Linked DNA regions of Mus musculus: region 1 is linked to region 2. Evidence: chromatin contacts called from public HiChIP or PLAC-seq data. All regions are on one chromosome and are shown on one strand. Each heading gives the region's core, a stretch centred on a gene start, on an enhancer-like site or on the middle of the called end of the contact. The rest is flanking DNA. Distances are from core to core; before and after follow the strand shown.

Region 1 (3,628 bases), core at 572-3,071, 600 kb after region 2:
TTGTCTTGGGAAGACGAAAAACCATGGTGGTAGGGTGCAAATCCTTCAGTTCTATCCTCAGCACAAAAAGGAGCCAACAAAGCAAACGAACACCACACACCTTTGCCGGAGTGCTACACGATGCACTGCAGAGTGGAGACTAGCTCCTGCCTTCATGTGTTTAAAAAGGGCCAGGGCGCCCCACTAGCCTTTGGATAACTGTTTAGGAAGAAGGCATTAAGGATGTGCCACTACCACCAGGCAGTGGTGGCACACGCCTTTAATCCCAGCACTTGGGAGGCAGAGGCAGGCGGATTTCTGAGTTTGAGGCCAGCCTGGTCTACAGAGTGAGTTCCAGGACAGCCAGGGCTACACAGAGAAACCCTGTTTCGAAAAAACCAAAAAAACAAAAAAGGGACATGTCACTACATGGGGATTCTTGAGGAGCCCAGGCACCACCTCAGCCAGTGCAGAGCAGCACTCTCACAAGCGAAGACAACTACCATTGTTCTGCTGCCGTCTTAGAAATAAAAGTTGCTCCCTCCCGATTCCTGTGTCCTGGAGCTCATGGGGAGAGGGCGCCCCGAGAGCACATGGGGTACTGAGTGGTTAGTCCCATCCTCAGGGACGAGGGAGGCGTCCACTCAGAAGGTGAGAGAGAAGTGTTCCTGAGACAGCTGAGTTTGGAGAAGAAGAAAATGGGGGTGACCTGAGGGCAGAGGGTGGTTGTCACTATGGTGGGCAGTAGTTGGTCAGCTCACTGGTCATCCTGCCTGAGCCTGGGCTCCAGCAGTAGGGCAGCTCCCAGGAGGTGACTAAATTTGGAGTTGGCCACAGTGGTCAGCCTGCTGGGCTGGGCAGCCTTGCACTGGGCTGTGCTGGACTGTCCTCTCTGGGGCTGTCCATCTGGGTTATGCAGTCAGGAAGGAAGACCATGTGACCATGCCTTTTCTTGTCTTCTTGATTTTCACCAGGATGGCTTACGAAGGTTTTCAGGAAATGAGTATATTCTTGCAACAAAAAGTAAGTTCTCTGTTTTTAATCTCTTACATTGCTATAATACTCTGGCCCAGATTAGATGATGCTCGCTCTCATCAGTAAGCTCTGGGTACGCCGTGAAGCCTCAGAAGCAAAGCAGCCATTTCTGATATAGCACGGCCTACCCCAAACACCAAATGCCACGAACCTGTTAACGTCGTCGTCGTTTTCCAAATTCTGTTACTTTGCAGACCTCCCACCACTTTCAAACAATTTGGCCACCCCCGTCTCCCTTCATGATGTCCCACCACGGATTGCCCTGGCCATAGAAAATGAAGAACAGTGGGACTTTGACATTTTTGAGCTGGAAGTAGCAACCCAAAATAGGTAGGTAGAGCTTGTTTCCAAGGCCTGTGCAGGGAACCGCCCGCCCAAGCAGCAGAGGTGTGTGCAGAGCCATTCCTGGGGTGGGGACAGAGGCTGAGGAAGGAGGAGAGGGACTTCAAGTTGAGTCAGTAGGCCCCAGGCAGAGTTTGCCCAGCTCTGATGGCTTCCTTAAATAGCAGGTTTTCCTGTGACACAAGTCCCTAATTTCTCTAGTATGTGGTATTATATAAGGTAGCAACAAAGAGTCTCCTGCTCCAAACCTAGAACCAATATGGTTAGTTACACATTTGATAAAACTAGCCTCAAATCTTGGTTGCCATATTGGTGGCCCACACAAAGACTCCACCCTAGTTATGTTCATCGGCTTATGGTGGCTGACTGGGAGTTTGGGTTTTGCTGAGTAAAAGCTGTTAACCACAGGATCTTGGCACATAGGGCTGGGCACCCACAGCCAGTGCCAGCCAGGAGTGCGGTTCAGTTTGGGGAGGGTGGCTCTGCTAGGTTGTGGAATGATTCACCGGTCTCACCCCACTGGGTGAGCTGTCTACACTGAGACTCCCACGCACACAGCCTAGCAGTGGCCAGGCACATCCCATAGCAATGAGCCCCTGAGCCCCTGGTTTACATTCCGAGCCATCACAGCTTCCAAAGTGTGGAAGGCAGGCCAGGTCGAGGTCTGTGATGACCTCTGAGATGGCTTCTGTGGGCTGATTTCTTAACCTTCTAAGTCAAGTCAGTAAATCTAAGGAAGGCATGCTTGCTAGTAGCTGGTCAATTTCTCGAGGTAAAGTCTAAACTTTAGACTATAAAGTTGCTGAGGTGATTAGTCACCTGAGTGTGTCTGCGTCTGGTTTATGTCACACTTTGGTGGTATTTCCTCTAGGTAGGCCATCAGAAGTAACACGTGAGGGTAGGATTACAGGTAGCCTGTATAGTCTGGCAAAGGCAGGGTTCTGAAGGTTGTACTTATGCAAGCAGGGTGGGAACTTCACCCCAGCAAATCAAGATGCCTAAAGCAGGCTAAGGCAGAAAGAAACCGTTGTGTGGCCTCCAGCCCACATGGAATACAGTGCAGCAGTGCAGATCAGTTGCCCTGGTACTCTGCACTGTGGCTTGAATGTACTTTGGGTCTCTTCAGAACTCGGGTAACTGGTTTTTGCTCTATTTTATATTGTGCATATTTTTCTTTGTAGGCCTTTGATTTATCTAGGTCTGAAAACGTTTGCGCGTTTTGGAATGTGTGAGTTCTTACAGTGCTCTGAGACAACGCTGAGATCTTGGTTTCAGATGATCGAATCCAACTACCACTCTTCTAACCCCTACCACAATTCCACACACGCTGCGGATGTGCTTCACGCCACGGCGTATTTCCTTTCCAGAGACAAAATAAAGGTGAGCTAGCGTTCCTGTTCCTCATTCAACAGCAACAGTGGGCAGAGATGGGGCTTCCGCCTCAGCTGCCCTCACTGCACCGTAATAACCAGAGTGGTCCTCACCCGTGCAGCGTGCAGCATGGAAGGCGAGGAAGCAGCTGATAGGTTAATCTGCAGTCTCCGCCAGTCTATGAGTCCTCAAGGAGAAACCAACCGAGACAGAACAGGGCTGTCCCCGTGGAGGAGAGGGGTTTCAGTTTGGACCTAAGGGCACACTGAGCCTCTTTTAAGCCCCTCACCTGTGCTGTGAGTCCTGACCATTCCTGCCCTGCCCCGCCCCTCAGCCCCTCAGCTGCTGGCTAACCATCTGACTCAGACAGAGCTTCTAATTTTCCTGCCCCAGGAGGGAGGTCACTCCTCTCTCCTGGTCCCTCACAGCATTCGCACAGTGCTGCCATTGTGTTCTTTCCAGAGCAGCATGTCTGCCCATCACTGCCTTGAGCCGCTTCCTGCCCCACAGGCACTCAGACTTCAAACACTGTGATACACTGCCGTGCCACACCGCCATGAAGGACTCCCCTTTCTTCTTCACTCCCTGTGCCTAGGACATGCAGGCAAACCATTCAGGTCATACGTCAGTGTCTGAAGCATTTGTCTGGGGCCAAGAATGGCTACAGCCACACAGAGCCAGGTGCATCCTACATGATACACCATGGAGCTGGTGTGTGGAGAACAAAATGGAGGATGCCCTGGCACAGGGCGGGTCCAGCGATGTTCATTTCTACCTGTGAGGGTCGGACCACTTAGATCTAAGTCTTTTGGGTCCTTCTGTGATAGCACCAATTTCTTGTTGTTTTTAATATGGAGTTGGGTATTTGTACCAGTTAGTTTTTGTCAACTTGATTGCCTCC
Region 2 (3,772 bases), core at 866-3,365:
CTGCCCACAAAGGCAGCAGCCGGAAGACATCAGACTCCATCCTCTGACTGCGCCGATGGGTTGTACTTCTGGTGAATTTGATGTGCATGCTTGCTATCAACCTGACAGCTTTCACTTCTAAACGAGAATTTGAATTTCACCATTCTTATTGCTAAGTAAAACAAATACCAATGTCTACAAAGTAGTAATGACCACTTAGGAGGCTTTAACAGAAAGGGGTTGGGAGGGGGTCCCACTCTTTCCTACATGATGAGAGAAAATGAGGGAGCAGGGCTGAGGGGAAGTCAGGCTTATGGCTTCACAAGGAGAAGGGAGAGGGCACTGACGTCCGTCCGTCCGTCAGAGGGAGTGTGAACTGAGGCACCGCCACTGGACCAGGTCCTTGCTTCTAAGGAATAATGGAGGATCCTAGAAAGACAGCCGTGAGGTGCTGCCGTTTTTTGTTAACTCTTCTGGGCGGCGAGCGACCCATTACTTCCCATAGAACTTTTTGTTGAGAAGGAAGATCAGGAGGTTGACATTCACTTTAGCTCTATCAAATAATTTCATAACTGCAACTCCTTCATACTGTAGCTGCAGCAAGTCCTGTTTAAAAAACAAAACAAAACAATTTCACCATCGAATCCAGAACAAGAAAAGGAAGGACCCCACGATCCAGGAGAGGAGAGGCAGGACTTCTGTGCCAGGTGTGAAATGGTGCAGCAGGTCAGACACACTTCTCAGTGCAGAGCTTTACGGGGCACGACTGCCCTGGGGCCAGCTACCCTGGGTGCTGGAGCAACAGGGAGCCTACAACTTAGTCTTAGGTTATCATTTAGTTTATAGTAAAAGATTCTAAACACAAAGGGAAATTAGGAGTTATGTTCAGTTAAAATACATTTAAAGCTTATTTCAAAAGTTACAACGGTAGGGGCCGCTGGAGCAGTGAGCAGGGCATGGATGAGTGGGTGAAGCATCATCCTCAAGAGGCAAAGGGGAGGGTGGAGAGGGGAGAGGGGAGATGGGATGGGATTTGTTGAGGGGTAACTGGAAGGGGGATATGATTTGAAATGTAAAGGAATGATTAATCAAAAAGAAGTTATGATGGCATTTCCCCATTGTTTCAGATGTAGGTTAGAGGTTTTAATACACATAGAAAAAGTAAAGGCATTTCAATTTATGAAATATGCCAATGAGAATGAGAAATGAAAATGAGAATGACCTGTAATGTCTCAGTACCTACCAGTTGCTCTGCCCCCGCCCCGCCTCCACCCCTGGCACTTTTGCACAGGCTGACCGAATACTCCTGACCCCATGGTGGGATGACAGGTATGTGCTGCCTGGCTCAGTTTCTACAGTGCTGAGATCAAACCCAGGGGTTTGTGCCTGCCAAACAAGCATTCTACCAACAGAACTACATCTCCAGCTCTGCAGTCTACTGGAGTCCTTTGTTTTTAGGAGACTGAGCCCAGGGTCTCTTGTAAACTGAATATGACTCCAACTTCAACTCCGCATGAGAAAGGTTGTCTAACGTAAATGCAAGTACAACAGGAGGAGCAACCATCCAGCACCGAGCCTGTGTGTGGCCTCGGTTAGGCACCTTACACACTATTTTTTCAAGGCATTACAAAAACCTTATGAAGCATAATTATCTGAACTTTAGAGATGAGCTGCTGAGGCTCAAAGTGTTGGGTGGCAAGGCCATCAGGAAAGAGCTGGCTCTGGGGTGATCGGTATGATCGGCTGTTTTCTAATGTTCTCTGCAGTCCTGGCGGCTTACGACAGCACTGTCGTCACTACCACTAAACTGGTGAGTGGTGGTGAGGAAGGGCATGAAGGGACCGCAGTGTCCCAAGGATGGGGACCATGGTGTGTCCTCTCTGCCTAGCCTAACCCTAACCCCAGGCACCTATGAGGCAGACCAGTTCCTGAATCCGAGCAGCAGTGTACAGTCTCCTTAGCAGACTGGTTGGCCTGCACTGGCAGTGAAACCAATGGAATAGGGACTGTATGCAGTATGCTTAGTTACAGTGTGTGAAGAAATCCTTTCACAGTTACTGAATTAATATGCGCTGAGAGACTACTGGTTACCAACAGGGAGGTACAGATGACTAAGACATACTGTCTTAGGAGTTCCCAGTTTTGGGGGTGGCAGGGAAATGAGTCAGCTCGCACTGTCAACAGAGGATGTCTCAGGGCTGCTGAGTCAAGGGGAAGGGCCATCACTGCGGCTGTAGGGGGGCAGCGCGGGCCAGTGCTCACTGTTTGATGGAGGCAGGAGGCAGGTAGGGAGCAGAGGGAGGGAGGCTGATTCCAGGAGGGGAGAGCATCCTGTGCAGAAGGCGGAACGCTTGCTCACAGAGAGGCACCAGCCTGGTTTGCTAGACCACGGCAGTGGCAAGCAAGGCAGGGTGTGGCAAGACATGGAAGAGCAGTTTGGCAGTAGAGCATGTGTGAGGCTCAAAGTTTGATTCTCAGCACTGCAAAAGAAATGAGCCAACCAGGCTGAAGAGGTCACTCACTGGTTAGGAGCACTGACTGCTCTTCTAGAGGTTCTGAGTTCAATTCCCAGCAACCACATGGTGGCTCACAACCTTCTGTAATAGGATCTGATGCCCTCTTCTGGTGTGTGTCTGAAGACAGCTACATACATAAATACATAAATCTTTAAAAAAAAAAAAAAGAAAAGAAAAAGAAACCAACCAACAAAAACCGTAAGAGGTCTACTATGTGGTACACACATAGTTGGGTCTGGACACCGCTCATGAATCCTTTCAATTGTCTGATTATTTCTGGCTTTGGATTTTGAAGATTGCTTTCACTATACAGGCTGGCCAGGAATTACAATGAAGTCCAGGCTGGCCTCAAACTCTGAATCTTCTTGCCTCTGTCTCCTGAGAGCTGGATTACTGGTGCGTGTCACCATCCTTATTTGGTACATTTTTTAATGTGCAAAAATAGATATTTAGGCAGCTCGGCATGGTGGCACATATCTATAATCCCAGCATTTGGGAGAAACAGGAGAGTCAAGTGTTCAAGGCCAGACTCAACTACATAGTGGATTTGAGGATAGTTTGGGCTACATAAGATTCCTCCCACTCCCCAAAATCAGGTATTTGGGGTTGGAAATTGAACTCAGTGGGAAACAGCCTGCAAGCACAATGCTGAGGGTCAAATGTAAGCACCAGAAAGAAAAAAAAAAGAAACTTAAAAATAAATTAGGGGCAGCTACGTTATAAAACGGCTACAGAGTTAATTTTGAATTTAAAATGTGATTCAGAGTTACAACGAGGCAATGTGTTCACAAATTTTAGTAATATCCCTAACAAAAGGTATCCATATCAAATAAAAATGAAAACAAAGAGAGATTTCAAGTACAGAGCAGCAAAGAATCTCTTACTGCTAACACTGGTGGTTAGGTACCTCCTTCAAGGCCAGGGCACCAGCTCATCAGGGCTGGAGTGAAGATTCAGGTGTCAGAGCACTCTAAAGCATCCGCACAGGACGACTCTCAGAGGACACAGACCACACCCAACTCCCCAAGCCCTTAGCTTCTCCCAACTAGGCGCCCACCGAGCTCTCTGAATACACAAAGCTCTCCCCAAAGGCTTTCCCTTATCTTTTCTCCCACCTCATCGGAGAGCGTCACGCCTGAGCCTGTGCACACCCACCTGATAATGCAACATGAAAGTCTCCATCTGAACTCCCATGAACTTGGCTTTTACTTCAAAGTCTCCAACTTCTTCTGTTGGACCAATTTCGAAGATAACATTTTTAAATCTGTTGAAACACA

What was found. HiChIP or PLAC-seq counts read pairs in DNA pulled down with a chosen protein or histone mark.
Region 1: a FOXA1 HiChIP or PLAC-seq map of pancreatic cancer cells shows a contact between it and region 2. The contact joins two enhancer-like sites. A contact is called at or near these places in 1 of 484 Hi-C or Micro-C datasets (embryonic stem cells), 1 of 115 datasets of contacts at active chromatin or transcription factors (pancreatic cancer cells) and 1 of 9 other capture datasets (embryonic stem cells).

What each region holds. Positions count from the first base shown.
Region 1 is chr7:81,318,115-81,321,742 of GRCm38.p6, forward strand. Pde8a (phosphodiesterase 8A) reads left to right here. Exons shown (of 22, transcript NM_008803.3): 15 at 954-1,002; 16 at 1,209-1,344; 17 at 2,538-2,736. Among named protein-coding and RNA genes, the nearest start is that of Rps17, 25 kb to the right of the region's middle. Within about 2 kb of position 1,822, at least 70 of the 459 cell types and tissues checked have an H3K27ac peak or open chromatin away from gene starts, as enhancers often do. A contact at or near this core is called in pancreatic cancer cells, where this site is marked.
Region 2 is chr7:80,713,361-80,717,132 of GRCm38.p6, forward strand. Iqgap1 (IQ motif containing GTPase activating protein 1) reads right to left here. Exons shown (of 38, transcript NM_016721.2): 37 at 3,651-3,759; 38 at 1-585. The coding sequence ends at 472. Among named protein-coding and RNA genes, the nearest start is that of Crtc3, 26 kb to the left of the region's middle. Within about 2 kb of position 2,116, at least 105 of the 459 cell types and tissues checked have an H3K27ac peak or open chromatin away from gene starts, as enhancers often do. A contact at or near this core is called in pancreatic cancer cells, where this site is marked.